Regions from separate parts of the Mus musculus genome. Here all the other regions are linked to region 7. A link is a contact called in public HiCAR-type and promoter capture Hi-C data. All regions are on one chromosome and are shown on one strand. The core of a region is the stretch at or near the end of the contact, and the rest is flanking DNA. Distances in the headings are between cores, read along the strand shown.

The links. Promoter capture Hi-C pulls out the DNA fragments that hold promoters and counts their contacts. HiCAR-type assays count read pairs that join an accessible place to other places.
Region 1: a HiCAR-type map of astrocytes shows a contact between it and region 7, with 9 times the contacts expected there. The contact joins the promoter of 2610035D17Rik here to the promoter of Kcnj2 in region 7. A contact is called at or near these places in 1 of 39 promoter capture datasets (hippocampal neurons) and 2 of 115 datasets of contacts at active chromatin or transcription factors (astrocytes and embryonic forebrain).
Region 2: a contact with region 7 is called in a HiCAR-type map of astrocytes, with 5 times the contacts expected there. The contact joins the promoter of Sstr2 here to the promoter of Kcnj2 in region 7. A contact is called at or near these places in 3 of 39 promoter capture datasets (hippocampal neurons, liver and pre-B cells), 1 of 115 datasets of contacts at active chromatin or transcription factors (astrocytes) and 1 of 9 other capture datasets (embryonic stem cells).
Region 3: a promoter capture Hi-C map of hippocampal neurons shows a contact between it and region 7, with 7 times the contacts expected there. The contact joins the promoter of Cog1 here to the promoter of Kcnj2 in region 7. A contact is called at or near these places in 4 of 39 promoter capture datasets (the C10 cell line, hippocampal neurons, liver and 1 more).
Region 4: a contact with region 7 is called in a promoter capture Hi-C map of hippocampal neurons, with 5 times the contacts expected there. The contact joins the promoter of Fam104a here to the promoter of Kcnj2 in region 7. A contact is called at or near these places in 4 of 39 promoter capture datasets (embryonic stem cells, hippocampal neurons, liver and 1 more) and 1 of 115 datasets of contacts at active chromatin or transcription factors (pro-B cells).
Region 5: a contact with region 7 is called in a promoter capture Hi-C map of pre-B cells, with 4 times the contacts expected there. The contact joins the promoter of Cdc42ep4 here to the promoter of Kcnj2 in region 7. A contact is called at or near these places in 2 of 39 promoter capture datasets (liver and pre-B cells).
Region 6: a contact with region 7 is called in a promoter capture Hi-C map of liver, with 2.9 times the contacts expected there. The contact joins the promoter of Cep112 here to the promoter of Kcnj2 in region 7. A contact is called at or near these places in 2 of 39 promoter capture datasets (liver and pre-B cells) and 1 of 115 datasets of contacts at active chromatin or transcription factors (astrocytes).

The regions. Positions count from the first base shown.
Region 1 is chr11:113,199,983-113,203,259 of GRCm38.p6, reverse strand. It overlaps 2610035D17Rik (RIKEN cDNA 2610035D17 gene), which reads left to right and starts at 1,422. Exons shown (of 3, transcript NR_015556.2): 1 at 1,422-1,969.
Region 2 is chr11:113,617,290-113,620,620 of GRCm38.p6, reverse strand. It overlaps Sstr2 (somatostatin receptor 2), which reads right to left and starts at 1,294. Exons shown (of 2, transcript NM_001042606.3): 1 at 999-1,294. It also overlaps a transcript of Slc39a11 not described here.
Region 3 is chr11:113,648,208-113,651,465 of GRCm38.p6, reverse strand. It overlaps Cog1 (component of oligomeric golgi complex 1), which reads right to left and starts at 1,937. Exons shown (of 14, transcript NM_013581.3): 1 at 1,591-1,937. The coding sequence starts at 1,905. It also overlaps a transcript of Slc39a11 not described here.
Region 4 is chr11:113,682,786-113,686,014 of GRCm38.p6, reverse strand. Fam104a (family with sequence similarity 104, member A) reads left to right here and starts at 1,864. Exons shown (of 3, transcript NM_138598.5): 1 at 1,864-2,153. The coding sequence starts at 1,930. It overlaps D11Wsu47e (DNA segment, Chr 11, Wayne State University 47, expressed), which reads right to left and starts at 1,581. Exons shown (of 5, transcript NM_001361593.1): 1 at 1,304-1,581.
Region 5 is chr11:113,749,895-113,753,321 of GRCm38.p6, reverse strand. It overlaps Cdc42ep4 (CDC42 effector protein (Rho GTPase binding) 4), which reads left to right and starts at 1,507. Exons shown (of 2, transcript NM_001163346.1): 1 at 1,507-1,634.
Region 6 is chr11:108,423,102-108,426,652 of GRCm38.p6, reverse strand. It overlaps Cep112 (centrosomal protein 112), which reads right to left and starts at 1,387. Exons shown (of 27, transcript NM_001373899.1): 1 at 1,302-1,387.
Region 7 is chr11:111,064,525-111,068,042 of GRCm38.p6, reverse strand. Kcnj2 (potassium inwardly-rectifying channel, subfamily J, member 2) reads right to left here and starts at 1,879. Exons shown (of 2, transcript NM_008425.4): 1 at 1,709-1,879.

The sequences.
Region 1 (3,277 bases), core at 173-2,672, 2.1 Mb before region 7:
AGTTCTTCTTTCCGTTATATTTTGGGCTTTCTTGTTCTCTTTTCTTCACGTTATTCTGTGCCCACGTGTACTTGTTTACGTGTATACACAGAGCTTTGGCTAGGTTCCTCATATGAAGCAGATGGCACGGCTTTTTCTTTCTGAGATTATATGACCTTGCTTAATATTATCCACTCTAAGCCCATCCATTTTCCTGCAAAAATTTTGAAATTTCAGTTTTCCCTAAGAGCTGAATAGTATTTCATTTTGTATACATACCAGATTCTCATTATCCATTTATCTGCTGATTGACATCTTGATTGAGGCTGGGTTTTTTGCTGTAGCAAATAAAGCATCAATAAACACCGTGTGTGTGTGTGTGTGTGTGTGTGTGTGTGTGTGTGTGTGTGTATGTGTGTGTGTGTGTGTGTGTGTGTGTGTGTGTATGTGTGTGTGTATGTGTGTGTGTGTATGTGTATGTGTGTGTGTGTATGTGTATGTGTGTGTGTGTGCAAAAAACTCTATGGTAGGATATGGACTTCTCTGGGTATATACCCAGGAGTAAAATTTTGGGTCATATGGGCAGCTCTATTTTCAACTTTTCGAGAAATCTCCCAACTGATCTACCTGAACACTGGCTGAATTAACTCCCCCTCCCACCAACAGTGAGTAAGGGCTACTCCCTCTGCCCAGCTTCTCCAATGTGTCCTGACAGACTTGTCGACAACAGTAATTCTCACTGGGGTGGGACAGATCTCATCAGAGTTTTATTTTGCATTTCCTTTATTATCCATCTGAGTTCCCTTTCCTCTTGGCTTTCCTCTCTCTCTCTCTCTCTCTCTCTCTCTCTCTCTCTCTCTCTCTCTGTCAATTCAGTTCAGCTGCCCGTTTCTTGATTGGCAGTTTTACCTCTTTGGTATTTAATGTCTGCGTTTCTTTGCAAATTCTAGATAGTAACCCCTTGTAGCTGGCACAGATTTCCCCCTTCTGTGGGCTGTCACTTAACTCTACAGGTTCCTTTGCTTTCCACAGCTTTTTGTTTTCATGCAGCCTTGAGTTGATTTATTTACAAGGTGAAAATATGCAATCCAATGTATGACTTTGTCTCCTTTGTCAAAAATTAAGTGGCTGTTTAGTGTCAGTTGCTTTTGACAGTATTTTATCACAGCAACGGAAAAGAAACTAAGGCAACGAGATAACTTCTAGAAGAAGAGATAAATTCCAGAACAGAATGGAATCTCTTCGTTACAAAGTTTGCGAAGGGAGGTAGCTGTGGTGAGTCTACCCTTTGCCAATATTCTCCATGAGCGGAAGGAGTAAGAAGACAAAACTACAACTCCCAGGATACCATTCGGCCAATCGACCACTTTACTCCGCCCTCTGGCCGTGCCCACCCGCAAACCCGTCTCTATAAAAAAGGCTGGAATGGCCCAACGGCTCGCAGAGCTCAGTGGTGGCGCAGAAAGTGTTCACTTCTTCTGTTTCGGGCTGTACGCTGTGGTTCTGCGCCTCCAGGGCTTTGCTGCCTGGCGAGCGTCCTCCCTGTACCACAGGATCCTTGCCCGACTACAAACCCGAGGCTTCTATTAGGATAGTCTGGATTCGCCATAGGGGTTTCTCCTAGCGCGGATTGTGTGTTTGCGTTGGCGATGCTCATAGAAGAAAGGCGCAGAGCTGTACGAGGAGGCGGGATGCACGGGTCAGAGCCCTCGGTGGCCTCCGCCCGCTGCTCTTGGCGCCGGTCCGCTCCTGGAGATAGCGCGGCAGCCGCCTGGGAGGCGAAGCGCGTAATCTCCGCGCTACCCACGCGGGGCCGCGGCGTGGTGGCCGCACTTTGGCTTTGGGCGCTGGATGGACAGTGGGGTAAAGGGTTGGGGTTCCCCTAACGTGGATTACTTGGTGCTTATCAACTGGATTTAGAAGACTCTCGACCTGGTCTCCATCATCCGTGGGTTGTCTTTCCATCTCCCAGCCGCTCTTTCACCTGGAGGTAAGTTTCCCCCCCGCAGTGCGCAGTTGTGGATTTGATTTGCCCTTCTTTAGCCTTGTGTTGGTTTTTGAAGGTTTAAGGATTGACGTCCGGGAAATCATTTTAGCAACCCTCAGGTGGACCCTACTAGCTCAGATCTCTGTAGTCAGCGGCTGTTCTGGGCTCATCGTCCTGTCCTGCGGCATGGATAAGCCATTGGTTACCCCGCGCCAGGACAGAGAGCGCCTGCCTTCTTGGCACTTGCCTTTTGGCAGGGTTGGTCCTTTGGGACCCTTTGCTTTGCTAGCCATGCCTCTCCAGGAAGCTGCCCATTGCACGCAGCGGGCTGCTGAGGCACAGTGTTTGCAAGAGGCCACGGGGGCTGGGTAGCCGTGGGAGCGCTTGGTGGATACTGCATTATTTTCAGGACTGGGCTGCTGTGGAGTTGATGGAGAGATGGGTATTGGCCACCATGTGAGTACAGTTTACCAGGGCAGGAATTTGGTCCAGTGTTTGCACCTACCATCCTCCTCCTCTTGGTGTGACTTTTATGATGAAGAAGACTTTTGCCTTAGGTCTTGAGACATAACTGTAAATCATAGGAGTCAGTACTCAATAATAGGTCTCTCTCCTCCTTGTCCTTTTGTGATTGCGTTGTAGTAGGGAGGTTGGTACCTGTCACGAGGTTGTCTGAGAGTAGGTGTTTGTTGAATGAATGATAGAGCTTCCCCACCCTAAATTACACCAGGTTCCTCTGTTTCCTTTTCCCTCCTGGGCTCTCACCCTTAATTCCAGAACTTTCCCCCTGGTCCTGGTTTCCTGGGGACAATTTCCAGATATGGATTTCTTCTCCCCTCCCCCACCGATCCCTGTCAGCAGTCCTGAGGTGTTCTTTTGGAACGTGTGTGTGTGTGTGTGTGTGGTGGTCCATTTCCCACCCCAGAACTCCCTCCAACAGAGGAAGCTATTCAGCCAGGGACTGGCTTTGGTGAGTGCCCAGGAGCCCTGAGGTCTCAGTCAGCACCTGCGCAAGGAGGGCAGGCTAGGCAGCATAGGAAGAAAAAAAAATGTTTTAAATGAAGTATTATGAGTCTTGACTGTCCTGCAGAAACTGGGGTCCTGCTGCCCCTGGTTCCACCCAGGTGCTTGTGGATGCCCAGGCTGGTTCTGGACGGTTCTCCAGTAAGAAGCGCTGTGTATCTAGCATTGTGGCGACCGGACGCTTTCTGCCAGGTGCACGTTTCTGTAGTTTCTTGTTGTATGGGGACGGGGAGAATGGGTCCTGGAGAGATCGTCTGTGGGTCCTTGGTCAGTGAGACTGGTTTCAAA
Region 2 (3,331 bases), core at 45-2,544, 2.6 Mb before region 7:
ATCTTTCTGTTGTGAGCCCTCAAGACCTCCCCATCTCCAAGCCTACCAGACACCTACACACACACACACACACACACACACACACACACACACACACACCCCTCCAAGAATCTGAGGTTGGAACTTGCAGCAGCCCTGTGTAGCCCACCACGATGCTAGAGTGCCCCTCGCCATTGGGGCGAAGGTAGATAAGCGAGGCTCAGGACGATGGAGTTAGTGTGAGGAAAATATTTAGGGTCATAACTCGCTGACTCTGGAAACAACGTGTTCCCTAAGGGATCTTTACCGTTTCTAGGCAGACTGAGGGAGAGTGGATTGCGGTGCCTGCAATGTCCAGCTTCGAAACGCAGAGGGGACTGAGGTGCCAGGGGCAGCTAGGAGCGCTGACAGTCGCTTGGGGACCTGACCATTCAGTAGCTGGTTCTCTCCAATCTAGACAGATTCTCTGCCTGAGGGCGGCGGGTGGGGGGGGGGGGGAGGGAGGGGGACCTGACCGCAGACGAATTTGGGCTGCCTCCCCATCAGGGCGATAAAGAGCCCTGAAGAATCTGCTTTCCTTCTTTTTCGGTGACGTCCCCATCACTGTCCCTCCCTAACTTAGGTCTCAGACTGTGGACCCTGTGGTGGCACTTGGCATGTCCCTTCTCCTTTAGCTGGTGTCTCTTTCCTCGGACCAGGGCTGTTTCGCAGGTGGCTAGGAAACAAGTTGTCCCCATCGGACACGCAGGGCACACGCCACGGTACTTGGGCATTTTCTTTGAGAACAAATCCGTCCCAGAACACACTACCTTTCCACCCCAGACACCACGATATGCATCTTTCATCCACCTGTCACCTCCAAAGGCACAAAAACAGAGAATTTGCGCGCCGGGACCAACGTGCAGGTCGCCGGGATCGGCGGTCTATCCCCAGAACAGATGCATGCAGGTGCCCAAAGTGTGCTTGTCCCTCCCTCCATCTCACGGTGACACACGCGTATGCACACTGGCACCCCTCACCTTGGTTTTCCTCGAGCACTCGCTTCCCTGTGTTCTCTAGCACCCAGAAGCTGTTCTTTTACCCAGCTGGGCGTCCAGGAGCACAGCAGGCTTAGCGGGTGTTTGGCGCTCAGCAGTGGCTCCCGGGGCTCCCAGCTTCCTTGGCTGGCTCGTGCTGGCCCTTCTGGCGTCTGAGAGAGCTTGCCCGGGCCCCGAGAGAGCTAGCTTGGCCTGTAGATCATTGACGCCCAGCCGCGGACTGGTGCTCCAGGCGCCGGTGGCCTCGCGAGCGCGCCGGTGGCTGCGCCGCTAGCAGTGGCCCGGGCGGGTGGCAGCCCCTGGGCACACTTCCCCACGCCCCCGCCCGTGACGTCACGGCAGCTTGGCTCCGCCTGCCGGGTCCTGTTGGACCCGGTGAGCAGAGTGGAGAAAACCTGCGGGTGGCCCAGGATAAGACAGCAGACCTTGATGCTGTTGGATGGTGAAGCGATGTCAGTGTCTCCACGACTCCTCCCTATGAGGGCGCGCGTGGCTTTCTTTCCGATTTCAGTGACTCGGTCTGGTTTTACCCAACAAATTCCAGGCAGCTGGTGCGGCGACTTGGGTGACCTAGACTAGCTCCGGGACCTTTAAGACGTGTTCTCAAGTTTGCAAAGCCGTGCCTACCACGGTCCAGTCCCGGGAACAGGGCACAGGTTGCAGAGTCAGGCTAAGGGCAGAGGAAAAAGGGGTGACAGCAGCAAGCGTGTCTCCCGTGCAGGCGCCTGCAGGTGTGCAAGCGCGGGGCACCTGGCTTCAGTTCCTGCAGCCAGCAGGCTCCGCGGGCTCCACCGCTCTCCCAACTGGAGGCCCCGGGCCATGCAGTCTCTTCTAGCTTTAATTTAGCCCGTCAGTCACTGCTTGCTGGTCTGACCCAGCCCCAGCCCAACCGTTCCGCCTACGCGCGCTGTGGCGCTCTGCGGGAGCAAGGAGGGACTCACAAGAAGTGGGAGATGTGTCGCATCAAGTTGCAGCTATTTATTTTTTGACTGTGATGATTCAGCCGATGTTCCAATAGTTTAATAAGTCATAATCAATCCTGTAGCCTCCCTTCCTTCACCTCTTAACACTCCCCCAGAGAGAGAGAGAGAGAGAGAGAGAGAGAGAGAGGAGAGAGAGAGGAGAGAGAGGGGAGAGAGAGGAGAGAGAGAGGGGCAGAGACAGACAGACAGACAGAGACAGTGAGTGCACCCTGGTGGTTTCTAGAACATGAAAAATCAGAAAACAAACCCCCCCCCCCCCGATTAGCTTTCTCTGTGGGTCCTGATGCAGCCATCCTGTTTTTGATCTGCTTGCGGGTTCATCGGGGAAAAGCATAAATCCAGGAGTTGTGTATGTGCGGTGAGTTTTGACAGGGAGCCAGGCAGCAGGTAAAAGCAGCCCGGAATTCTTGTAAGTCAGAGTGTCGCTCACTGGCACCATCTCTACGAGATGTGTGGGCTCTGTGGACTTGATGGAGATTGAAGCAGTGGTTGTCGGGTCCTAGTGTTGTGTGGGTTGGCTTGTCTTTAGGTTTTTTTATGGGCGGGGTTGAAGGGTTGAATAGTGCAGCTCTCAGAACGAGGGGAGTGGCCCTGGGGGAAAGAAGGGGCCCTGAGTGAGCTCAGGCCTCCTCCTCCCTGAGACACAGTTGTTACAATGCCTATTGCCCCCTCTAGTTAAAAACCCTTCCGGGAACAGAGAAGGATGAAGAGCCAGGAAGTGTCCATTCTGAGCTCGGCTCTCTTCGAGTGTCATGAGACCTTGTAAAAGTTCGTCACCTGTTGCTGCAGTTTGTGTATTGTCTAGCAAAATAGCTCATTCAAAAACAGGAACCCCTGGTTCTCAGTAGTTCCTTCTCTCATACACAAGGTGACCCCCAGGGGGCAGTGTACAGGTTTTTTTGGTTTCTGTACTTTTGGTTCCATATCAACACCACCAGCAAAAAAGCAGGCTGTCCTTATCAGCTAAATAATCCTTTCCCAAACAACGTGGGGATCATTTCTGTATGCTCTTAACATGCTGAGCACACACAATAAAATCCACCCTCCGTGCACTTGGGAAGTCTTCCCTCAGCTCTCTCAGAGTCAGGTCTGCCAGGCTCAGCCCCAATGGATAGATGAAACCAGGGCATGCCTATCTCTTTTGCAGCTGGGCCCCGTGAGATCTGAACACTTTGACCTTGAGAGCAGAAAAGGTCATCTAGAACAATTATTGATTTTGTCCGGTCCGGTTGTGTGCCTCTCTCCCCTCCCCCGACCTGTGAATGCCTCCACAGAGCTCTGAGATCACCTTTGGCTTCGCTGCACCGCCCCTCCAGCCTCCAGGTTTGAGTT
Region 3 (3,258 bases), core at 688-3,187, 2.6 Mb before region 7:
AGGAGGGCGGGGCATCTCACCATCTGGTTATTGGTAGGAGGGCGGGGCATCTCGCCATCTGGTTATTGGTAGGAGGGCGGGGCATCTCGCCATCTGGTTATCGGTGGGTGGAAGGGAGACTTCCTACAAGCTTCCTCCTTCCTCTCCTTTCTCTTTAAGGTCACCAAACATTTCTCGTTGACTGTTCTTTACCACCCCTGCACCAGATCTTCATCTGGCTGAGACTTCAGGCCTCTCATCTGCCCTCTCACCTCGAGTCCGTCTTCAGTAGTGGTGTGTGGGGTGCCGGTAAAGGAGGGGAACTAACTCTGGCTCTTTTGTGTTCCTCCCCATCTGCTATGGGAGGCAAGCAGGCCTGCAACGGACGTCAGATGCTAACAGTTTGATCTCGGACTTCCCAGGCCTATTCCTGAGGGAAAATGAATGTCTACTCTTTATGAACTATCCAGTGTTAAATCTTTTGTTACAGCAGCATAGCTGGCCAGAGACGTCAATGTTCCAAATCTCAGTTGTCCTTACTGGGGAGGAGCCACACCTAACTCACTCCTTCCTTCCGAACTATTACATTAAATGGACATGTGGCGATTAATCACCTTTATGCTAAACTATTTTCTACTGCCATTCTAAATTATTCATATTTTAAAAATTCAATTTCCCAAGAATTTCTTTCTTTAATTAGAATGTAAACTTCAAGAACATCTTGGGAGGCTCCTGTTTATGATTTGAACGGAGAGGGCATTCCCCCAGAAATGCACCAGCCATAACCATGAAAATCAATCCATTTCTAAGACTGGGCTTACATAGTTGAAGCTAGCCAGCTAAGTCTGTCCATTTGGGAAGGGGGCTGTACTTAATGTGTAGCTTAGGGAGTGACAGGCTGACAAAGTTCCAACCTTCTTTGCCCACGTTCATTATACTGCCCTAGTTTTTTTGGCTTGGATTTTCTGACACCTAAGTAGCGCAAGAAAGCTGGCTCCACATGTGGGCTAGTGTGCTTTTGTAATTTCTTCTTCTGTTACAGTAAGTTCTCCTAGGTTAAAAACTATTTACCCTCGGCGCCCTCTGCTCATTCCTAAGCCAACACCCAATGTCAGAATTCGATCCGCATCGGGTCTTAAACGTTTCATGGGAGGACATCAGGATACCCTGAGTTTTTTAAACCAGCCTGAAATGAAACTGCTCACCTATTAAAAGGGGGAGGGTCTGACGGCTGAGGCTACCCTCCCCCAATTCTCCAGGCTCGGTCGGGCTCAGGGTGGGATGGGGAATGAATGAATGACTTTGACAGGAAGGTGTGAGCTAACGGGAGAGATCTGACAGTCGAGAGACCCCTGGCGTTTTCAGTTAAAAGGGAAGGAGAGCGCAGCGAACCCACGGGAGGCGAGGGAATCGTCCGGAAGTCCGGGAAGGCTCCCGGAGCAAAAGGCCGGCTGGCTTTTCGGCAGCGGACCAGCGTCCCGAGGAAGGCCCGCAGACGCCTCCCGGTAGCCCGCGGCGGCGAGGGGCGGGCTCCTCCGGCGGAAGGTGAGGGGTGGGGTCCGCCGGGCGGCGGGGGCGGAGGGACGTGGCGGGTTCGGATCCCGGACTGACCTGCGGGGCCCGTGGGACCCGGGGCGCCACGGAGCCGGCCTGGCGGAGGCGGGCGCAGTATTGATCGGTGGCCTGCACGGCGTCCACCAGGCCCTCGGCGCAGCGGCGCATCTGGCCGATGGTGTCCGCCGCCTCGATCAGGTCGCGGTACCGCTCGCCCACCATCTGCCGCAGCTCCTCCTTCTTGTGTTCGATCTCGGCTCGGACCTGGCGCTCCAGCCCGCGGATCTCCTCCGCTCCATGAGTCTCGAAGAGCGCGTTGGGATCGCGCAGATCCAGCCGCTTGAGCGCGGAGGAGGCGGTCGCGGCCGCCATGGTGCTAAGCCAGGGATCCGCCGGCCGCTTCCGCCTGCCAGCCCCGCCCCGCCCTCCCGCCATCATGGATGGGGGCGGAAGTGCTTCCGCCAGGTCGGGAGCCTCGGTGGTCCCAGGGACTGAGCCTCGGTGGCAGTGCTGCTCTCCAGAGCTTATTTTTTACTGTTACAATCTCCCTTCTCTCTCCTTCACTCTTCCTTCCTTCCCTCTTCCTCCCCATTCTCACCCTATGTAGGTGGAGTACGTGCGACAGAAACAGATGCGCGCGGAGGTCATAAGTTGCAGGAGGCTCACTCCTGCCATGAGGATCTCAGTATAGAATTTTAGATGGAATTTTATCGGCTTTGGCGGCAATCGCCTTTGCCTGCTGTGCCATCTCGCCTACCCTGAGCGCTCGTTTCCTTAGAGAAGCGAAATAGTTAAGGTTGTACTTGGTGGTCAAAGTCTTAGTGGCCCGGAGCCCCTTGCGTCGCACCCAAACCCTTTCCTGGGGAGGGAAGAGCTTCACCGTGGGGTTCATTATGGTAAAGATGCACGTATGGTCGTGTTGCTGTCGGTCTTACATGCATGCACGCTTTTGCCTTCGATAGACCATCACAGCAACCAGGACTGGGCCTTGGGACTCTTCCCTTAGGACTTGGCAGCTGGAGATCTGAGTGACGGCTGTGGTCCACCTTGTTACCTGGGTCTTCTATTTTATTTAAATATTGTTTAGTGGCCACAAAATGGGTTTCCCTGTTACAGGCCTCCTGTGGTGGAGAACGATGGGGAGTCCATGATGCCAGAGGATTGGACATCCTGAGATTGACCCAGTAAGAAAACCTGGACGTTCTGGCTTGCTGTTCATAAGTCCGTTCAGGGCCCTTCGTTTTGGAAAAGTTTGCTGAAGAATTCTTTCCTATGTTAACACAGAGAAAACAGTATTGTGTGTTCAGCAGCCCTGTACCACAGACAGCCTCTGGGTTTTCTCTCCCGTTCACCACTGCCACTACTTCGAGGCAAATGTCACAGCAATAGATTGATATCTAAATAAGGGGGTTTACTTACGACATTCCAGCAAGAAGAGTCCCTGCTCTATGCACAACTGAAGCCCAGGGAATTTTACTTACCTCGGGGAAGGGGGTTAACTCAGAACTCAAGCCACTTGGCTTGAGATACCGCCTACGCGTCAGAGTTCCCCCAGCACAGCGCGCCCCCTGGTGGCGCAGCGGTGACGTGCAGTCCTTTCTATAGTCCCGCGCTACCGGCTGCTTTGGTGCTGTTTTGCTTCTGAGCCTGCAGAATCTGTCTTCCGTGTTTGGAAGCGCTTCTCTGTCAGGCAGAAACTTTCCCCAGGACTTCTTGCACCTACTG
Region 4 (3,229 bases), core at 615-3,114, 2.6 Mb before region 7:
AGAGGGTTGAATTACAAAGCTCGCCTGTGAGCTATTACTACATCTTTAAAATTCCAAAGGCCAGGAACCATCTCTCCTGGGGATGACTCCATTCTCAAAATCTACTACCACAAAGCATATTGTGTACCCCTGAATGCTCTGAGGAAGCTAAGGTGGTTTAATGGCAGCCTGGACTACACAGGGAGATTGTCTCTCCATCAATGCCCACGCAGACACACCTCTACCACTGACGCTGGTATGTGACATTTGTTGAACGAATAAACATGTTTACTATAACTATTTAATACCGTGACTGAAAATACCTCCTGGCCAGTAAATAGATTAAAAAAAATAAAAAACAAACAAACCCCCCAAACCCTGAGTCTGAAACCACTTTACAAGATAAAAATCCATTTGTTTAAAGCAACCATTACTTTATCGTTCATAAAAGGCACACCCAAACTGTTTCCCACCGAGTGCACCATAAGTCTTCTGTTAGTGAGAATGCACTGCCGCACTGAAGGGCACACGACAAAGACAATACATGGGCTTTCCAGTTTTTTTGTTTGTTTTGTTTTGGAGACAGGGTTTCTCTGTGTAGCCCTGGCTGTCCTGGAACTCACTCCGTAGACCAGGCTGGCCTTGACCTCAGAAATCCGCCTGCCTCTGCCTCCCAAGTGTTGGGATTAAAGGCGCGCGCCACCGCCGCCCGGTTGGACTTTCCAGTTTTAACGGTAGACTTTTTTGAGATGATGGGGTCTTACCTGGTAGCCTTGTCTTCCCTGGAACTCTCACTAGGTAGACCAGGATGGCCTTGAACTCACATAGATCAGCTTGCTCTGCCTCCTGAGTAGTGGGATTAAAAGGCGTGCATTACTACGCCAGACTCTACACCCTACACTTTAACAGGGGTTTCGTTTTCCTGCCTGACCTCTTGTCGACTCTCCTAAAGACCCCCATGCTTATGGATCACTGTTCACGTTTGGCAGAAACTCTGAATATCAGTTTGTGTAAGGTGGGGAGCTGATAGTACTGAGTCCTAGACAAAGAACTGGATTATGCTCCTGACAGAGAAAAGGGAATGCGTCTGACAACCAAAGTTAAGACTTCCCCAAGTCTTAGAGTACACGTATTCTGGTGGTGGTGGTGAGATCACATGGGAGACAAGGTCTCAAGTAGCCCAGGCTGGCTTCGAACTTGTTACACAGTCGAGGATGATTCTGACCTCCTGGTCTTGCAGCTTCTCCTCCCAAGAATGGGGATGACAGGTGTGCGCAACTCACGGCGGGCAGGGACCTCGCGATTCGCCACTGATCAAGCTCACCTCGCCAGCCGCGAGGCAGCTCCGTCCACACCGCCGCGTTCCCACGCCTGCCGGTCTCCCCCACACCTCTCGGTCCGGCCTCTTCCAGCAGGTGGGCGTGGCCCTTCCCGGTACGGAACTCCGTTATCCCGTTCGCCTGTTCCGCACTCCTCTCTTGACCTGCAACAAAGGTCGCGGAAAAATAGCCCAGCCCTTAGCTACTCCATGGAACGGGCTCCGCACCGTTCGGAGACGCGAAGTTCCACGCCGCACACTCTTAGAACCCGGAGCCCACCAACACCTTCCCAACCAGAGGACCCCTGAGCCTGTGGCCGTCCGCGTCTGTGCCTGATGGAGCTCGTCTGGTTCTTTTTAAAATTTTCACCTTAGAGAGGCTTAACGCAGAGACAAGTATCAATGATCGTCAAATAATGTAATTTATCTAAAATCTGGCTTGACTTTTACGTCGTGTCCTGTTTTGTTTTTGAACAGGCGGCTGCCCCGGACACCTAAACGGGGGTCCTGGAAGTTCCCGGTCAGTCTTCCCTCTGGGACCCGCCTCTTCCTGCGTGCGCGGTGATGGGAAAGCGCGGCCGGCGTCCCGCCTCCGCGCAGCCGCAGGAGGACAGTACCACGGCGCCTGCGACATGGGGAGGCGCGGAGGCGACACCGGAAGTGGCTGTGGTCCGGGTCGGCCCGAGGGGGACTCAGCGCCCGCAGCAACCACCCGCGCGGCGGCGGTCAGAGCTCAGACCCGTGCGGGTGGGCGTGGCGGGCGCCGGGACACAGCTCCGACTGTTCGCTGTCGGCGCGGGGCGGCGCCGCGTCGCTCGCCTTCACCAGCTGCCATGAGCGAGCGCCTCCGCCCCAGGTGAGGGAAGGGGGGAACCCGCTTTCTCCGCGGCCCCTCGGCCGAGGATGTGCGCTCTGGAGCCGAGGGGCGGACGGAGCCGGCGGGGTGGTGGTGCGAGGCTCTGGGCTGCGCTGCTCTGCGGTCGGAGGAGGCGGAGGGGAGAAGGTGGCGCCGCCTCTGACACTTGGACCCCGTGGGCAGCCAGGGAGGCGACGCTCTGGAATCCAGGGCTGCCCCTTCTCCGTCTTTTCCTTGTTTTCTTCGTCTTCTGCCCTTTCCGCTTCGGAATGAGGTTTGTTCGGCCCGACGAGACGGACGGTGTGGTCCTTCCTAAATTGAGGCGGGCGGTGGTGGTAGGGGGATGGGAGGGATGGCCGATCTGGAAGAGATGGCTCCCTTCGAGCGAGGCGCCTCGGAGAGGGGACGGGATGCTTCGGGGGCGGGGAGCTGCTGGCGCCCCAAGGTCAGGAGAAAGGCGGGGGTTGGGCTTAACCCCTGCAGCTGGGAGGGCTTAGGGCAGACCGCAGCGCTGTGCCCTCCCTCATCTGATGGACCCGGGTGGGTGGTGACCCACTCTCGGTTGTAGCATTAGCAGGCAGGATTCTAAACAGTTTGGATGAGGGGCCAGTTGGCTGGGAGCAGGGAGGTGGCTAACACCACGAGTTACTCTCAACCCTCACTAGGCGGGCGGCCCCTCGGGGCTTTAGGCCCGATCCAGATGAAGTTTCTTTTCTCCTTATTTTCCGTCTGGGAAGAAGTAAGTTGGGACGCCTTACCTCAGAATGAAGAAGGCTGGCTTTATTTCTTACTGGAAAGTCTCCTAATAAGATGCTTGACGATCTATCTACATCTACGCTAAGTTGTACTTTTTCATTTCTCTGGTGGAGAACAGAGAACGGATTTAGAGAGACTCATTTATTTATCTAAGTCTATTCAGGCTCGCGGCTCTTTATTCCGTAGTCGTCTCAGGCTTAAAGAAGGTGGATCGTAGGCTTGCTTTTTTATTTTCTCTCATAAATGATTTTACTTATTTTATTTTATGTGTATGAGTGGTTTGCCTGTGTATATGTATGTACATCACGACGTGCGTGTCT
Region 5 (3,427 bases), core at 258-2,757, 2.7 Mb before region 7:
GAGCCTAGAAGGAATGTCAACAGGTGCTGTACCCATTTGAGAGATGGGAAGGCTTGTGGGCCAGTGAGGGGCAGAGTTGAAAGCCAGAGGCAACACAACTCTCTCCTACTGGTTTGCCCTAGTGCCCTGTTACAGCTACCTCTGACCCACAGACCTGACTCCGACACTGTTGTCTATTCTAAACCACATTTCTCTTTCATCTTGACAACCTCCAGGTGAGGGACCCATACAAGGACAGTCAGAGTAGGGGGAGGAGGTATAAATTCCCCATGGTAACCCAATCACGGTCAGAACCCCAGGGATATCCCCATCCCAAGTTACTTTGGACCCCGTGTTTTAGTTTCACTAATTTTGACATCTCTTTTGGTTGGTGGTGGTGCTGGGCTTGAATTGAACCAGCCTCGTGCTCCGCAGCCGGAACTGGACCCCTAGACCAGACACTGAACTTTTTTTTTTTTTTTTTTTTTTTTTTTTGGTTTTTTGAGACAGGGTTGTTTCTCTGTATAGCCCTGGCACTCACTTTGTAGACCAGGCTGGCCTCGAACTCAGAAATCTGCCTGCCTCTGCCTCCTGAGTGCTGGGATTAAAGGCGTGCACCACCACTGCCCAGCGACACTGACCTTTTAGGTTTGATTTTCACACAATATGGACAGTTTGAAGTTTTCATGGATAGACGGGGAGATGGGGGAGAGGTCGGGGATGGGGTGGGATCCTGAGAGACAGGGTTTCCAGAGGACAGTGAAGGAGCTGAGGGACCGTGAGGCAACTCTGGGGAAAAAGGAGGCTGAGGCCTACACCACCCCACCCCCACTTCCTTTAAGTAGTTAGGGAACTTTCACTTTGGGTTGGCTCCGTTTCCTCTTTATTGACTATTTCGCCCCTGGCTTTTATTGCTTTTAATGATCATTCATAGGTGGGGCTTCCTCTACCCAAGCACGCGGGATTTAATTCCGGGAGGTTCCCTGGGAGGGTACTTAAGAGCCCATGATCACCAGACAGAGCTATCAAAGCCAGGTCACCTTGCTGAAAAGTTCCTCCACTGCTCAGACCGGGTCTGGACTCGGGCGGACCTGCTTCTCCCGCCCTCCAGATGGAGAGGGAATCCACGGAGCCCAAGCTCCTGCTCGTGGTCCAGAAGTGGGTAACGTCCTGGAGGGAGTTGTTTTCTTACCATTGTTCAAAACTGGAAGAGCCAAGAGAGAGCTTCCCCTTGGTTCCTGGGGAGGGGATGTGCTCCTGTTTCTGCGGACCGCACGTCGGTTCCGCGGCAGAGCACTGGGGGCTGTGGGGCGCGACTCCTCAAAGCAAGACCTGCTCTGTCTACCCTACTAGGAGCTTGTGGGGGGCGTCTCAGGCTTTTAGATTTGAACCTGGGAGGCCAAGCAGCCGAGTTGAGTTCCGTGGCAGTCATTGGCTGCTGCGACGGAGTGACATCAGCGCGGAGGGAAATGGGAGGGAGGGCTGGGAGGAGCCTGGGAGGGGAGTGTCCTAGCTTCTAGCACACTCGGAGCCCCGGGAGCCAGAGGAAACAAACGCCGGCGCTGCCATGGGTCGCCAGCCTTGCCGAGGCGCCAAGCACACCGAGGGGAGCGTACAGCCGCACCTGGTCCGCGCTCGGGGAGCTGGGGACCGAGGTAGGCGACGAGCATCCGTTTGTGGCCCAGTGGCCGCGTGAGGCCTGGGTAGGCTCGAGACCCCTGGTGACGTGGAGAAGGTAGAAAGACCCGGGGATGGGGAAGATGAGGACCTAGGAGCAGGGCGCGCGCGCACACAAACACACCCCTCTGTGCCCAGCGTGGGTAGGCATGCCTGGGACCAGACCCAGAGTCACATACCGTGTCCCAGAAAATCATTTGCGGAGGAGGGGGTAACAACAGGGCTCAGCGTCGCCAGTACGCCCCGATCTGGCCACGGGGACTGTTCGGGGTGGGGTGAGTGGGCAGGTTTTAAAGGTCCACCCCCTCGCGCAGGAATGGGGTGTGTGTTGCCGTGGGCAGGCACACAACAATCGGCGGCGGTCGCCCCGAGGGGGGCGTGTGCGCACAGACTTCTCCATGAATAACCGCTGAGTTCGTCGGTAGTGGTAGAGGGGTGTACGCGTGCTCTCCCGTGTACACACACTGCTTTAGGCGCCACCCGGTGTCGCCCGGCCGGGGAGAAAGGAGGGCAAGAGCCGGCTGGAAGGCAATAGCCTAAAGAGCAAATACTCCCCGCCCGTCGGAGCCCTTCCTTCTCCCGCCCCGCCCGCCTCCCTTGGAAGACTTGGAGGCCAAGGCCGCAAGAGGCGCAGGGTGGGGCTGGGCCGAGCTGGCGGTCCCTTAGAAACCTGGGACGAGGCTTTACGCGGGGGGACCTGCGCGCGCGCCCGGTACGTCCGAAGCATGGGGCTCGAGGCTTTTTCAGGGGCGAGTAGGTAGCGGTTGGTTAATGATTTAACCGCTGGCTTGGGACGTTGAAGGCTGCGATCCTGATCTCTGGCTCCTCCCCATTCCTGGAGCGCCCCCAGCCGGAGGAACAAATCTGCCCTCCTGTGTCTGTGGCGTCGTCTGCTGGAGCTGCCTTTCCCCTTTGGGGGACCCCTGGTTGCTGTGGGTGAGTGTCCTAGACTGGCGGGGTGGATGGCGGTTGAGCTTCCTGGGAACAGACCGTAGGACTTGCGTGTGTGCCTGCGGGGGGAGGGGCGCTCCCTCTCTGTTAACTCAAACCAGGTTCCTTGTGTTTGCCCAATGAAATACTGCGGCCTGGGCTTCGGAAGTTTTCTTTTTCTCCCGGGGAGAATGAAAAGGAAATACAATGCTTTCTCTTTTCTTCTTGGCTGGGAACTTCTCCCTCCCCCCCCTTCACCCACCCTCCAACAGTCTCACCTCTTGCAATCTGACCGGCTCCCACGTCTCTCCCTGGGCCGACAGCTCCCATTCTTTGCCCAGGTAGTTGAGCCGTTGAATGAGGAAAGCTTCCTTGTGGGTGTCTTTACTTTGAAACCTCTTGTCCATTCTCGCTGGAGCGGTTGGGATACTTTTCATCCTTACCCCCAGCAACCATCTGGACCCGAGATCTGGGGAGCATAAACAATGAGAGGCCCCTGGCAGGGGGCCTCTGCCTTGCAACTTCTTTGCCCTGTCTGGGTTTCCAGTAACGCCTGCAGCAGCCTCTCCCGCCCCTTTCTGAGGCCTGGCTGGAGGAGGGGGGGACCACCAGTGGGATGGAGTGAATTTTAAAGAACAAAGAACAGGGCCCACAGCATGGGGAACCTTAGCTACAGGTTTCTCCCAGAACTGGGGAGGTGGGGTTGGAGGGACGTGCTGGAGCAGAGCCAGGCCTCTGGGCAGCCCAAGGGCAGTTGGCAATAGTGGGGCATCACTAGAGACCGGGAAGCTACTATGCATGTCAGGGAGCTGATACAGGGCTGAGTGTGGGAGGGACCATG
Region 6 (3,551 bases), core at 138-2,637, 2.6 Mb after region 7:
TAAAAAGGAGAGACACACTTCATATGCAGAGCATGCCCCTCGCCAAGCGCAATCTATTCCTGAAAGTTGTGTAAATGCTTTTTGTTCCATCAGATTATATGTTGAGTATATTGTGAAGAATAACACAGAAGCCCTGAAACGCCAACAAATCAACAAGGGTTACCCGGGCACATTTGGGGGTTTTGGTTGTTTTGCCTTTTTTGAAGGAAGGGGGGACAGAAGCCTTCCCAGAAGACACTGGGCTGCCAGCTAAGCTTAATCAGGGAGCCCAGGTCCAAGTGAGAGACTCTCTTTAAAACAAGTTGGACAGTTCCTGAAAATATCTGAGGTCAAGACTATGAGTGTCATAACTGTATCCCGGCATGTCATCAAATGCACCTAACTTGACAGGAACAGTTCCCATTGTCCTTTACAGGCCTGAAGCTGGGGCTTAACAGTGTGCAGGACCTGACCCAAATCCAAGAGACAATCCTGGACCTGAATACTGCACAATTATCCTCCTCTCCGCTTTGCTGGGCATTGGAGAGGTGGTCGCTGTGTAATGAGGTTCACTGGCATTTTGATTGCCTTTTCTATCTTACTTTCATGTATCTTTAAATAGGAAATGCAAATCATAAAAATACCAGCATACTGATGGGGGGGGGGGTACTCAGGAGGCAGAGGCAGGTGGATCTCTGTGAATTCCACTCTGTCTCGAAGATGAAACAAAGGTCAGCGGTCCTATTTATTTGCTCTCTGGATCACTACACTCTATGTCCCCACAAAGGGCAAGGACTCCAGGCTGGGTCCCCAAAGGGCAGGGACTCCAGTCTGGGTCCTTGCAAGTTCACTGTTCATCAGGACTTTCTCGGAGTCGGCCTGCAGTCTGATTCTCCTCCTCTGACTGATCTGACAGCACCTAAGAACTGCAGCGGTCCGGTTCCTGGCGGTCACTTCCTCCGCCCGAGTGGGCACCGGGAGCGGCGCCTGTGTGGCCCACCCAGGCCCGGGCCGCTCTCCTACCTGCTCCAGGACACAGACCTCTTCTCACAACCGCAAGCCCCCTACCTCGGGGTTCTGGGTCCCGCCATGCCGCCTGCCCAAACTTTCCTGAGAACTTTTCCCTGGCCGTCGCTCGGCTGCTGACCCCGCCGGCGCGCGCGCCACACAGGCCGCAAGCGCGGGTCCCGGGCCTGCGGGCGACGCCCCTCCCCGGGCCAACCCGCACGCGCGGGGGCTCCATCCCGCGCAAAATTCCACTCAGAACCTGGGAGTAGGAGGCGGGTGGGGATTGTCGATGGGAGAAACAAGAGAGAGAGAACCTGGCGCCCCAACAAGCAAGCCGTCCACTCGGCCGCCGACGCCCAGCCGCCACAGCCAAACGGTTTCAAATCCTTGCGGGCCGTCCAGCAAACCGGGGGCGGGACTAGCAAACTCGCCTGTCCCGCCCCCTCGAGCTGCGGCTGGCATTCAACTCTGTTGCCATGGCGACGCTCCGGGTTAGGTCTGTCACTGCTCCTCAAGTCCGAGGGGGCGGGAATTTCCGCCCTTCGGGCAGTTCGCATGCTAAGGGCGGAGACTTCCCTCCTCACTGTTTCCCCACCCTCCGAGAAATGGCGCCAGCAAGCAGCTCCGTTGCTATGGTAACTGTCTAGTCTACTGCGCAGGCGCCGAGCTCGTGGTTTTAGCCCATCTCCCCAGAACGGTTAGTTTCCAGGCTTAATCTTCTGTGATCCCTGGACTATACAGTGGATGCTGCATCTTCCTGACTTCTTACTCAGTCGCTTGTGAGCACTTTAAAGATTGAGGAGAAAGAACAAGAAAAACTCAAAAGTGATGGAACTACTGGACAGTAATTGGCAGAAAAGCCTGTCGTTTGAACAGACATCACCGTTGAGTAAGTCCGAAGCATGAAAATTTACCCTTGTTAGTTCACACTCCAGAGGTGAATTATTCAAAACAACGAGCAGGATATTTACATTTGTTATTTAGAACCATCATAAGTCTGAAAACACTAACCCTGCAAGATCCTGAACTGAAATTTAAAAGCTTTCTGTTTAACACTCTGTACAGAATAGTACCATCAAGTAGGGGAGAAAATGTATTTTTGCGCTTCCCAGGAAGTCTGGTGGACCTCGGGCGGTCAACTTTGCTGTGTACTGGTGTTCTTTGATCTTTTACGTTTCTGGAAGCTCTGAACTGGATAATTTAAAATACCAACAGAAACAAAATTTAAATTGTAAAAAACACTCCCTTCAATGAAATGCAGTGTGCCGCTGCTTTTCACCTAAGTTCACAATAGAATCCCTCTGCAGAGTCTTTGCGATGCACTCAGTGTGGTGCCAAACCTCAATTGAAGCACAGCTTGAAGCATCTTTTCAAGTTTACATAAGGAAAGTAGAGGAGTCGCTTGTTTGCAATTAGCTGTTTTCAGCTTCCAGAAGAAGACTACGTTCTTTCAAGGTGCACTTTGGAATCCACCTCCCTGGAAGAGACAGCAATTGTTCATTATTTCAGAGGCAATTTGTACTACAGAAGAAAGAATGCTTTCAAGAATATTTGGTTTCCAAAAGCATTATTTGAGCACACTCGCAGCTGAGCGATTGTCCCACAATCCAGATCGTTGGTACTAAGAATCAGATTGTAAAACCCACGTATGCAGAAATGAGACGAGTCAGAGACCACTTGGAAGAGGTGCACTTACTGATCAAAGGATACAGACTTCCAAGTAGAAGAAAGAAATTCAAGAGGACTAAAGTCACCATTCAACGTGGTGACTATGGGCCATAACTATATTGTACATTTTGAAGGATGACTTTAAATCTATATTTATGGACAGAAAACTTAGCAGTGTACAATTAACCTAGTTCAGTGGCAAGTTCTTTTCCAGCTTGAAAATGGGAACCATAGGTCACCCAGTGGTGGCAGATCTCCTTGTACCTGGCTTTGTCATTGGTCCTGATAGCTTCTACCAGCTTATCTTTTGTCTCACGAGTTAATCTGGGTGCAGGCCACAGTGGTGCGTGCCTTGCTGTGGGCCAGCCACCCCAGCTTGGCCTTCTCTTTGATGCTGCTGCACGGAATCCCCACCTTGTGACACAGGGCAGGCAGGACAACCAACAGCTCAGTAGCATCTACATTGTGTGCAATCACCAAGAGTGGAGCTTTCTTATTCTCTACCTTTTTGGCTCCTGCTAGAAGAGCAGGTGGTCTCCTCTGCCAACAGCTTTCTTCGCAGCACTGGCCGCTGGCAGCCTTCGCTGCTTCTTCTGCTTCATCTCTGCCCTACACGTGTGGGTAGCCTTAAGAAGCTGGGTAGCTGTTCGGCAGCCCAGGGCCTCAGAGAACTGGTTAATGGCATGAGGTACTTTGGGTTGCTTATAGAGGATCGTTTTTTTTTTTGCTGTTGCAGCTGGGTGGATCAGGCCACCCATTTGGGCTGGGGCTGAGCTTCTTCGGTCTTTTCTCAGGGAATTCGCCACTTTCCTTTCCCTCCTACTTCACAGTGATGGGACCAGGGCCATCTTTTCCCCCTAGACATGCTTACTTGGAGCATCTTGCTTGGCTGAAGG
Region 7 (3,518 bases), core at 630-3,129:
GACCAGCCCCAGAGTGCTCTGGGCACAAGTTGCTATGTGATTCCTATTGCTGCAGAGCAACCTCTGTGAAGCTCAGTAAACAGAAGGGAGGGGGAAGGACAAGTGCAGGGGGCGGGGGGTGGGGGGGTGAGACACCCATTTATATCTGTGTGAGTGTTGCCTCTAACATTGAGACACAGCAATGTTTGTGGCAAACTCTAGGCATGTGTACATGTCAAGGACAACTTGTGTTTAGCAAACAAGAATTTATATCTTTTTAAACGTTTTGAAATGGTACCACCCTTCAGGTAAAGATGGGTGAGGGACAAGCTTCTAAACTACTCAGAATTCAAAGAAAGACAGCTGGCCAGAGAGTTTCTACAAGGAGTGTCTGAAAGGGGCTGACTGCTTTGTTTGTGTTTGCTTGTTTGTTTGTTTAAGTAATTTCACAAAAATGCAAAACAAGATCCTTTACAGCTGTCAATCATGTAACAAAATAAATACCACAATATGAAGTGAGAGGCACAAAACAAATTGAGATGACCTTGACCCTGACTGTCACTGTTCCCACCATACTTGAAGTAACCTATTTTTCTCCTGAGCGTTGGGAAGTGAGTGTGTGTGTGTGTGTGTGTGTGTGTACTCAACTATGTAATGAAAATAAAAATAAAACCCTTAGATGTGGGTAAGAAGAGAAAGACAAGTGTAATGGTAGCTCACAGTGCACCTACAGAGCTGGTTTCCAAGAGGAAATACGACTGCCTATTAATTATTAATAGGAAAAGACAACAAATGATTAAAGGAGATATATTAATTCTCTTCTGTGCTTAACCAAAACAGGTTTTCAAGCAATGCCTTTATTTACTGCCAGGTATCTTCGGAGTTTGTGAAAATCTCTAGAATGGATAACCTCATCCAAATCTCCACTGACAGACTGAAGCAGACGGACGTGCGACTACCCATTTCCTAACTTGGTTTTTCCCTCAACTGTCATAGGAGTACTAGTTATGATGCAGTCGTTTTCCTCCCTGAATCAAGTTGCTTCGATCATTGCTTCCCTTAAACCACACTGTCTTCAAATGAGGAATTTACACCATTATTACTAAGAATAGCAAAGTACTTAGGGGAGACCGACATCGGATGGGAAAGTTTTGCGGTCTTGAAGCTAAAATCCAACTCTGGCTGCTACTTTTTTCCTTTTTTTCTCAGCAAAGGAACTTTGAGACTTGAGAAGCTCACTCTGGAATTTTGTGCTGTATCTGTAGCAAGGACTCCCCCTCCCCAAACACCAAGGATCTAGATTAAGTGCTAAGTCTCTTGGTCCGATCAAGCCCCAGTCTCCTTCTCTTCCTCCCTCTCACCCGCAATAAGAGGAAGAATCCACGCCAGGCTCGCGCTTGACTCTAAACCCAATATCTCCCTACAGCTGGTGCATTGGAAGTTATGAGCACAAACAGATGCTGCAGAGAAATCTGTTTCTATTGCTCAACTCTTCCAAGCGTGTCTCAGTATTTTTAGCTCTGAGGATGTTCTGGTGCGCACACAAACTATATAGGCAATGAGCCGGGACTCCAAAGCTTGCGGGAGGAAAGCATTAACAGCAGCCTGACAACTGGGCACCTCCGGAGCAGCCGGAGCTGTAGGGTAGAGGACTGTGGAGCAAGTTCATTGCCCTGGACACACACAGACAACCCAGAAGAGAACAGGAAGAAAACACAGAAGCCCTTACCTGTTGCTGGTACAGGATCATGGGGACATGGAGTGGAAGTGGGGATTACAGAAGCATGTAAGATCCAGTGGTTTTTGTGAAAGAGAATGAGCCGAAGCAAGTGAGAATTCCCAAGACACTGCTTGCCGGTGCTGGGAAGGCTGCGCGCTGGCCAGGGCTCCAGTGCGCTCTGCGATAGCCTGGAGGCGGTCCTTGTGATAACCGGCCTTGTTGGCTCCGCCCTCTGCCCACTGTTGGCCAATCGGAGCGCACGTGGCTGCGCTTCCCCCGCCCCGGGAACCGCCATCAGGAGGAGGAGGAGGAGGATCTCTACACCCGCGGACCCTGGCTCTGCCAGCCTCGGAACCTGCTGTGGCTTCCTCTACCTCCTCCAGCTGCCTAGCCTGGTCTGAGAGTCCAGCTCTGGGCTGAGGAGGAGGAAGTCGCGGCCCAGAGGGTACAGCAACAGGTGGGAAGCTCAGCCTCCATGCGGCTGCCTAATTGCAGCCTGGCCTTGGGCAAAGCTTCCTACTGGGTTCTGTGAGACCCACACTTCCCGGTTTCTTTCCACAGTGGAGGCCGGCTGTACGTGTTCCTGTATAAGGGCCCGAGAGGTGTCAGTGCCTGGGAAAGACGTCTACAGCAGGGAGGGAATAAATAACCACTGGGGTGCGTCTCCCTCCAGCCCTTTTCCAGCCTGTAGACTGTGGAAACCCACAGAGCACTCAACTGCAGCTTGCGGATAATCCTTAAATTAAACCTGGAAAGGGTCCCGGGACCCGCACTCAATACCCTGCAAAATTTAGATGTGCTAGCGATTGCTTGTCTGACTGGGCCGTTTCTCCTCGCAAATGATGGTGAATTACTTACAAAAAAAAAAAAAAGAAAAAAAATGCGCCTAGACTTCTCTGGGATGTGTGGGGGAAGGGAGGGAGCCGCTGGTTCCTTTCGCCTTGTCCGCCCTCGCCCTCGATCTTTCTCTCCACCACCGCCCGGCAAGCTCTGCTCATGTAAAACCAGAACAATTAGAGAGTAATGAATTCTCTGGAACAGCAACTCCTACAGACTCTCAGCTCTGCCCTCGCTCCAGCGCCTCCCCGTCCTCCTTCCCAGCAACCAGGCAAGAGTACTGCAGACCTTCAAAAACCAGCCTCGGTTAGCACCTGCATCCTGACAATTTATAAATGAATTCTCCACTGAGTGTGTAAAGCAGGTGCATGTTATCTCTGAGTACATTGGTATCGTAGCGAAGCTTTGCTTTTAAAATGACATGATGCGTTTAGGAGTCTTTTATCTTCCACGGAGTTTTGCAGTCCGGTTTAATGAATATGCTTCAAGCACCCCAAAGCATCTGCCTACCTTTAACTTAAGCCCGTAAAGACTGCCTTGAGTCACCAAACAACCTCTACAAAATATTTCGCGTTCTAGGTGGTAGGAGCAGGGCACACTTTTATGTGTACGAGTGTTGAAAGGAGCCGTTCTGAGCTGCTGAGTGGATACCCACCTCCTAGTCCCACATCCGCACTTGGCCCCTAGGAGGTGCTGGTGAAATGTGCATAGATTTTCATTTTACCTTAAGAAGCCTGCCTCTTTTCCTAGCATGAGCAATACACTTAAGAGGGTGCAGAATGGATCATGAAAGCCCTGGGACTCTTTTGATATCCAAATGGCATTTCATTTGCTGAGGCTGAATCCCCATCAAGCCCCAATACTGAGGGTTGCCATTTAAGCCCTTGTATAATGGGATATTTTTTCCCACAAGGAAAGTCTTCTTTATCATATATTAAGTCATATATTATTTATAAATAGCTTGGGTTAAATCTGCAAAGAT